Linked DNA regions of Sus scrofa: region 2 is linked to region 1. The links are chromatin contacts, called in public HiChIP or PLAC-seq maps. All regions are on one chromosome and are shown on one strand. The core of a region is the stretch at or near the end of the contact, and the rest is flanking DNA. Distances in the headings are between cores, read along the strand shown. Region 1 overlaps PSTPIP2 (proline-serine-threonine phosphatase-interacting protein 2). Region 2 holds the start of ATP5A1 (ATP synthase, H+ transporting, mitochondrial F1 complex, alpha subunit 1, cardiac muscle).

The links. HiChIP or PLAC-seq counts read pairs in DNA pulled down with a chosen protein or histone mark.
Region 2: an H3K27ac HiChIP or PLAC-seq map of alveolar macrophages shows a contact between it and region 1. The contact joins the promoter of ATP5A1 here to the enhancer-like site in region 1. A contact is called at or near these places in 9 of 47 Hi-C or Micro-C datasets (embryonic fibroblasts, epiblast stem cells, fetal liver and 6 more) and 1 of 2 datasets of contacts at active chromatin or transcription factors (alveolar macrophages).

The regions. Positions count from the first base shown.
Region 1 is chr1:95,673,307-95,676,335 of Sscrofa11.1, reverse strand. The region is part of intron 2 of PSTPIP2 (proline-serine-threonine phosphatase-interacting protein 2); the gene reads left to right. Among named protein-coding and RNA genes, the nearest start is that of PSTPIP2, 53 kb to the left of the region's middle. Within about 2 kb of position 1,330, at least 1 of the 83 cell types and tissues checked has an H3K27ac peak or open chromatin away from gene starts, as enhancers often do. A contact at or near this core is called in alveolar macrophages, where this site is marked.
Region 2 is chr1:95,749,423-95,752,504 of Sscrofa11.1, reverse strand. ATP5A1 (ATP synthase, H+ transporting, mitochondrial F1 complex, alpha subunit 1, cardiac muscle) reads left to right here and starts at 1,670. Exons shown (of 12, transcript NM_001185142.1): 1 at 1,670-1,777. The coding sequence starts at 1,718.

The DNA.
Region 1 (3,029 bases), core at 81-2,580:
AATTTTTATAGATACAGTGAACAGAGATTCTGAAAGTAGAAATAGTTTCTAGGGAGTTAAAGTGCATTCTTTCTTAGAACTAGAGTCAGTTTCAGGTGTGTTTCATTTTACATTATCTGGAGTTGGCAAAAGCTTTAGAAATGGAATCTTAGAGTACAGGCCCAAGGAAAAACAGGATTCTTGCTCCAATTGTGGTAGGGAGGAGAAGGCAGTGTGTAAGACTGGAAGGGCATGAAGAATGATTCACTCTCATGGTGTCTGAGAAAATAGAGTTGCCCACCATATAAGGAGCAAGGTGAACCCTAATGACACAAGAGCCGTGCAAAAGTATCTCAGCCAAAAAAAAAAAAAAAAAAAAAAAAAAAAGAGAGGAAGACAGAAAGTCAAAACAGGCAGAAGAGGAGTTTCCATTGTGGCTCTGAGGTAATGAACCCAAATAGGATCCATGAGGATACAGGTTCGATCCCTAGCCTTGATCAGTAGGTTAAGGATCTGGTGTGGCCGTGAGCTGTGGTGTAGGTCACAGACGCGGCTTGTATCTGGTGTTGCTGTGGCTGTGGTATAGGCTGGCAGCTGTAGCTCCGATTGGACCCCTAGCCTGGGAACTTCCATATGCTGCACCTGTGGTCCTAAAAAGCAAGAAAAAAAAGTTATCAAAGAAATAATCCAGGAAAAATTTAATGAAATGGAGAAGAACTAAACATATCTGAAGGGCACATGCTATAAAACCAGGAACCATTGATACACAGTAATCAGTATTGATTATGATTACATAAGAATCAACATTAACATACATCCTGGTTAAATTATTGAATTAAAGAAAGAATACTTCAAATGTCTAGGAAGGAAAAAAACCAAGTTTTCCAAACAGGAATGAGCAGCGGGGAATCAGGAGGGCCTCAGGCATCGCTTCTCTTCAAAGGCAGAAACCGATGGAACAAGTTTGGCAGAGTTCAGTGAGGGAAGGTTTAAGAACATTTATTATACCAGTGAGGTTGTCGTTCAGATATAAAGGCCACAGGTATATGGTCTCAAGTATGAAAGAACTCAGGACAGACTGGTACCCTCCCTTCCCTTGAGCCATTTTGGCAAAAGATCTCAAAGTGATGAAATTTAGTCAAGCAAGAAATGAACCAAAATACAAATCTTTGGGATGGAAAAGCTAGGGTCACAGGACTGGTGGTGAACATCCCATCAATTTTAATAAAAAGTTAAGGCTAAACCACTGGGGGACTTGTGATTGGAGAAAAGCATGTGTTGTAGACACAAATGAAGTAAAAAATAGTGTAAACAACATTGAGGAAGAGGTGGGAGTGCAATAGTGCTGTCTCACCCTTTCACAGAGTGCTGTCAGACTTCTGAAACTGGTCATGAAAATGTTTTAATTTCTTAATCACCTCACTTATTTTCGTAAAATCTTTTTAGATTTAGAAGGCTCTTTTGGGAATTAATATTTCCTGTGATAAAGAAACAATTATTGGAAATTCAGCAATTCCTTTGGCTTCACTTTGGTTTCCTTTTCTGTGAAATTTAAATAAAATCAGGCTTAATGTTTATTTTTATTTAATTCATTTATTCACTTTTAAATGTGAGAATGATTTCTATTTATTTATTTATTTGGCAGCTCCCTTGGCACGACAGACGTTCCTAGGCCAGGGATGGAACACAAGCCACAGCAGTGACAATGACAATTCCTTAACCACTAGGCCACCAGTGAACTCCACCTTATTCTTAAATAGTTTGTTGAATAGGGCCTCATTTTTAAAAAATTACTCATGCCTGTCTGACTGTCTATCCATCTTGTCTGTATATCTGCATAAAGAAATGTCCATTACAATCATCACCAGATGGTTTTTTTTGTTTGTTTTTTTTTTTTTTTTTTGCTTTTTAGGGTCACACCCACGACACATGGGTGTTCCCAGGCTCGGGGTTGAATTGGAGCTGTAGCCACTGGCCTACACCACAGTCACAGCAATGCCAGATCTGAGCCACATCTGTGATCTACACCACAGCTCACGGCAATGCTGGATCCTTAACCCACTGAGGGAGGCCAGGGATCAAACCTGCATCCTCCTGGATGCTACTCAGATTCATTTCCACTGAGCCACAGCAGGAACTCCACCAGATGTTAATACTAATTATTTTTAGCTGGTGGAATTTTGGACACTTTGTTTCTTTCTTTTTTGTATTTTTCTTTTTGCTTATTTTTTTTGAATAATGAGCATGTATCATTTAAATAAAATGAATAAGGTCGTTATTTAGAAAAGACAAATGAGAGTGGGAGAAACTTTATAACATGTAAGGTAAATATTAATATTCATAATATATAAAGAACTTCTATGAAATAATAGGAAAAAGAACACTCAGTTAAAAATTGGGGGAGTTCCCGTCATGGCTCAGTGGTTAATGAATCCGACTAGGAACCATGAGGTTGCGGGTTCGATCCCTGGCCTTGATCAGTGGGTTAAGGATCTGGCGTTGCTGTGAGATGTGGTGTAGGCCAAAGACATGGCTCAAATCCTGCGTTGCTGCAGCTCTGGTGTAGGCCAGGCAGCTATAGCTCCGATTCGACCCCTAGGCTGGAAACCTCCATATGCCATGGGAGCAGCCCAAGAAATGGCAAAAAAAAAAAAAAAAAAAAGGACAAAAAAAATTGGGATGATATGAATATGTAACTCATAGAAGATGTACAAATATCCAATAAATATATAAAATGTATAATCACACTAGAAATTAAGGAAAAGCAAATTAAAATGAGGGATTTAAAAAAAAAATCTTTATCACCAGACTGGTAACAATTAAAAAGGACTAGTGAAATTCCCTGGTGGCCTAGTGGGTTAAGAATCTGACATTGTCACTAGTGTGGCTTGGGTCACTGCTATGGCTCGGGTTTGATCCCTGGCCTGGAGATTCCACATGCCACAAGTGTGGCTGAAACAATAATAAAAATAAAATAGACATTAAAAAAAATAAAAGGACGGGTCATATCCAGTGGGTCAAGTTTCCTGGGAATGGGAGCTCTAACACAC
Region 2 (3,082 bases), core at 421-2,920, 76 kb before region 1:
TTCAACTCCAGCACACCCTTTATGTATTTGAAACCAAGTCTGTTTCTTTCTTTCTTTTTTTTTTTTTTTTTTTTTTTTGTCTTTTTGCCATTTCTAGGGCTGCTCCCACAGCATATGGAGATTCCCAGGCTAGGAGTCTAATTGGAGCTGTAGCCGCAGGCCTACACCAGAGCCACAGCAACGCAGGATCCCAGCCATGTGTCTGCAACCTACACCACAGCTCACGGCAACGCCAGACTTTAACCCACTGAGCAAGGCCAGGGATTGAGTCTGCAACCTCATGGTTCTTTATCAGATTCGTTAACCACTGAGCCACGATGGGAACTCCCCAAGTCTGTTTCTTTTGTATTTTCTCTCTGGAAATTGCAAGGAAGTGGTCTTAAAAGAAATAAATTAAATAAAAATAGGCACCCCCCCCCAAATCCTCGTAACTTTGTTTTTACAAACCAAAATTTTACCTATTCCTACTCCTAATATCCAGGAGGATTGTCCCAGCTCACCTTGAAAAGGAAGTAGACTATCAGAGAAAGAGGTATATTCTTTCTGTGACATATTTTGCAAATATATGGTCATATATATATTTGCAAATATGTTATAGGAGATGACCATTTTAACCCAGATATTCATATACCAGGATTTAGTGGATGAAGCTGAAAATCCTTCTTGGAATAGCTACAAGTGAAGGCAACGTTAATAGTCTCCACTAGCACAAAATACCCAATATTCACCACCAATTCTGTAGATATTACAAAAATCTCATTATCACAAAAAAAAAATCTGTGGGGGGACTAAAGCCCTGCCCTGATCTCATTGGCTAGGTAAAGTTATTTTCATCATTTCCATTTTACTTCAGATGAAAAAGTAGAGTCCCTACTTAGTCATAACCAGTTGCTGGTGGAAGAAAAATTGAGGCCTAGCCCAGTCTGGAGTGAAACTTGTGATTCTGGACCATTCTTCTCGGAATCAGCAACTACTCTATTCAAATTTGTGCTTGTTATAACTTTTAAACAGTTTGCTCTAATTCGAAGACATGATTCTTTTAGATCTAATATAAAAGAACTGCTATTATCCAACTTGAGCGCTTACTGGATCACCTAGAGTCGTGTGAGTGCTTTTCAAAACTTAAGATTGCCCCAAATTTTTGACTGGATCTGAGGTGTGGCCAGCGTTCTGTGGACCAATCCGTATTAATTCGCAAGGCATGAAACGGTACGCGGCCGACCTGCCCCGAGGGAGTAACTGTTGGCCGTAGCTGTATCACCAAGGTTCGATGCCGGTAGCCTCGATCTGCCACCATCAACCCCTCTGACGTCCAAGAAGGGGCGAGGTGATGCTCCCAGAGCAGCATAGTCTCGCTCCAGGGATAGGGCTTGGGAACTGCTTCTTAGCCTGTTCCGCAACCCCTGTGGTCGCCAAGACAACCACAAGGTCAACGCGTTAAGATCAAAGTAAATGTGTAAGCAATGCCTGCGCTGAAGCTGGCAAAGGTCTAATCAGTGATTTGCATGTTTAAATAAAAAAAACGAGACTTAAAAAACAGGAAGCCCCCTGCCCCCCGCCGCCTCTAGGCGGATTCGCGTCCGGGGTAAAAGCGAGGGGCGGTACTTCCGGGTCAGGTGGGCTGGCCGCCTTGACCTTCCTCGCCGCTCGGCCATTTTGTCCCAGTCAGTTCCAAGGCTGCGGCTGCAGAGGAGTCACCTGCGGAGGAGCTGCAAAGATGCTGTCAGTGCGCGTCGCTGCGGCTGTGGCCCGCGCCCTCCCTCGGCGGGCCGGGCTGGTGAGCGTCTGGGGCCAGCAGAAGGGAGGGGGGCCAGCTGCAGCGGGTGGTGGTGCGCGGGCTCGGGCGATCCTTTCTATGCGGAGGGTGAGGGGCTGTGGCGGACGGCGCCATCTTGCCCAGCTGGCTCTTCGGGTTGGTATAGGCGGGCGGCCGAGGGGCCCTCGTGCTCGCCCCGCGCGGGAGGGGGCAGAGTGTTGCAGGGGAAACAGTGACCTCCGTGCTGTGCTGTCCAGAGATGGCTCTTCAGGAGGATTGCCGTCTTCGTCTGAGAGCTTCTCGAGAGGAGCTTTGAATGAAGGTCAGGCCTGGGGCGCTAGCTCTCCGAGGCCTGCTCCTAAACGGCGGGGCTCGACCCGGGTAATTCTCCCAGACCTATTCGCGAAGGTCAGAGTACAGTTGTCAGCCCTGGTTGAAACGAGCTAAGGGGAACCTGACATTGTATGAAGGTCAGCAGGCCCCGGCATTTCGCCTCTGCCCCGTGCCCCGAGTCCGCTAGAAGAAAGCAGTAAATGTAGGTGGTTTTCTGAATATTTCAATAGGCGATCCCTTAGTGCTGTGTGCAGAAACCATTGTGAAAGCAAGGCAATGTTGCAAATATGCATTTCACGTTGCCGGTAGCTTGACAGCAGTGGAGCTGGTGGTGGAATTGTCTCGACTGACAGGAAGCTCTTCTTTTGTGGTGCTTTGCCATACTTTAAGATTTCGTCCTTGAAGATTCATTAGTAGTTGAGAACTCAAATTAAATAGCATAGAAACATAAGTTGGAAAATCGCTGTGAAAGGTCAGTGTCCTTCATGACTTCTATCCCATGAAGTTAAGGGCATAACCTTTAAAGCACTATGTAAACGCTAAGTATATTTTTTCATTTTAGGAGTAATCTCAGGAAGATGAAATAAATATATTGACCGTTTGAGTCCCCTAACACAACGACTGGTAGCATCTTGGATTTCTTTTAGAAAGAAAAAAGCATTTTTTAACGCTTTTCATCCAGGCCCTGTAGAAGGCAGTGTCTGCAGATTTGACATTGACCAACCGCTGCACTGCAACTTAAAGGAGAAGGAGGGTCCAGATTGGCGCAGGCTTTGTTGAAGGCAGATTTTTTTTTTTCTCTTAAAGCACACATGCTGTATCTCTTAGTTTCTGATCAAACTCTAATATTTAAAAGTTTTTTTTTTTTTGGAAGGTTAGTATAAGGAAATCTGTTGAGATGTGCCGTTTTTAGAAAGCAGCTTATCAAATTGAGAATTTCTACAACTCAATTGAAATTATGATATCTGGTCCTTTAAAAATAATGACAGCTGA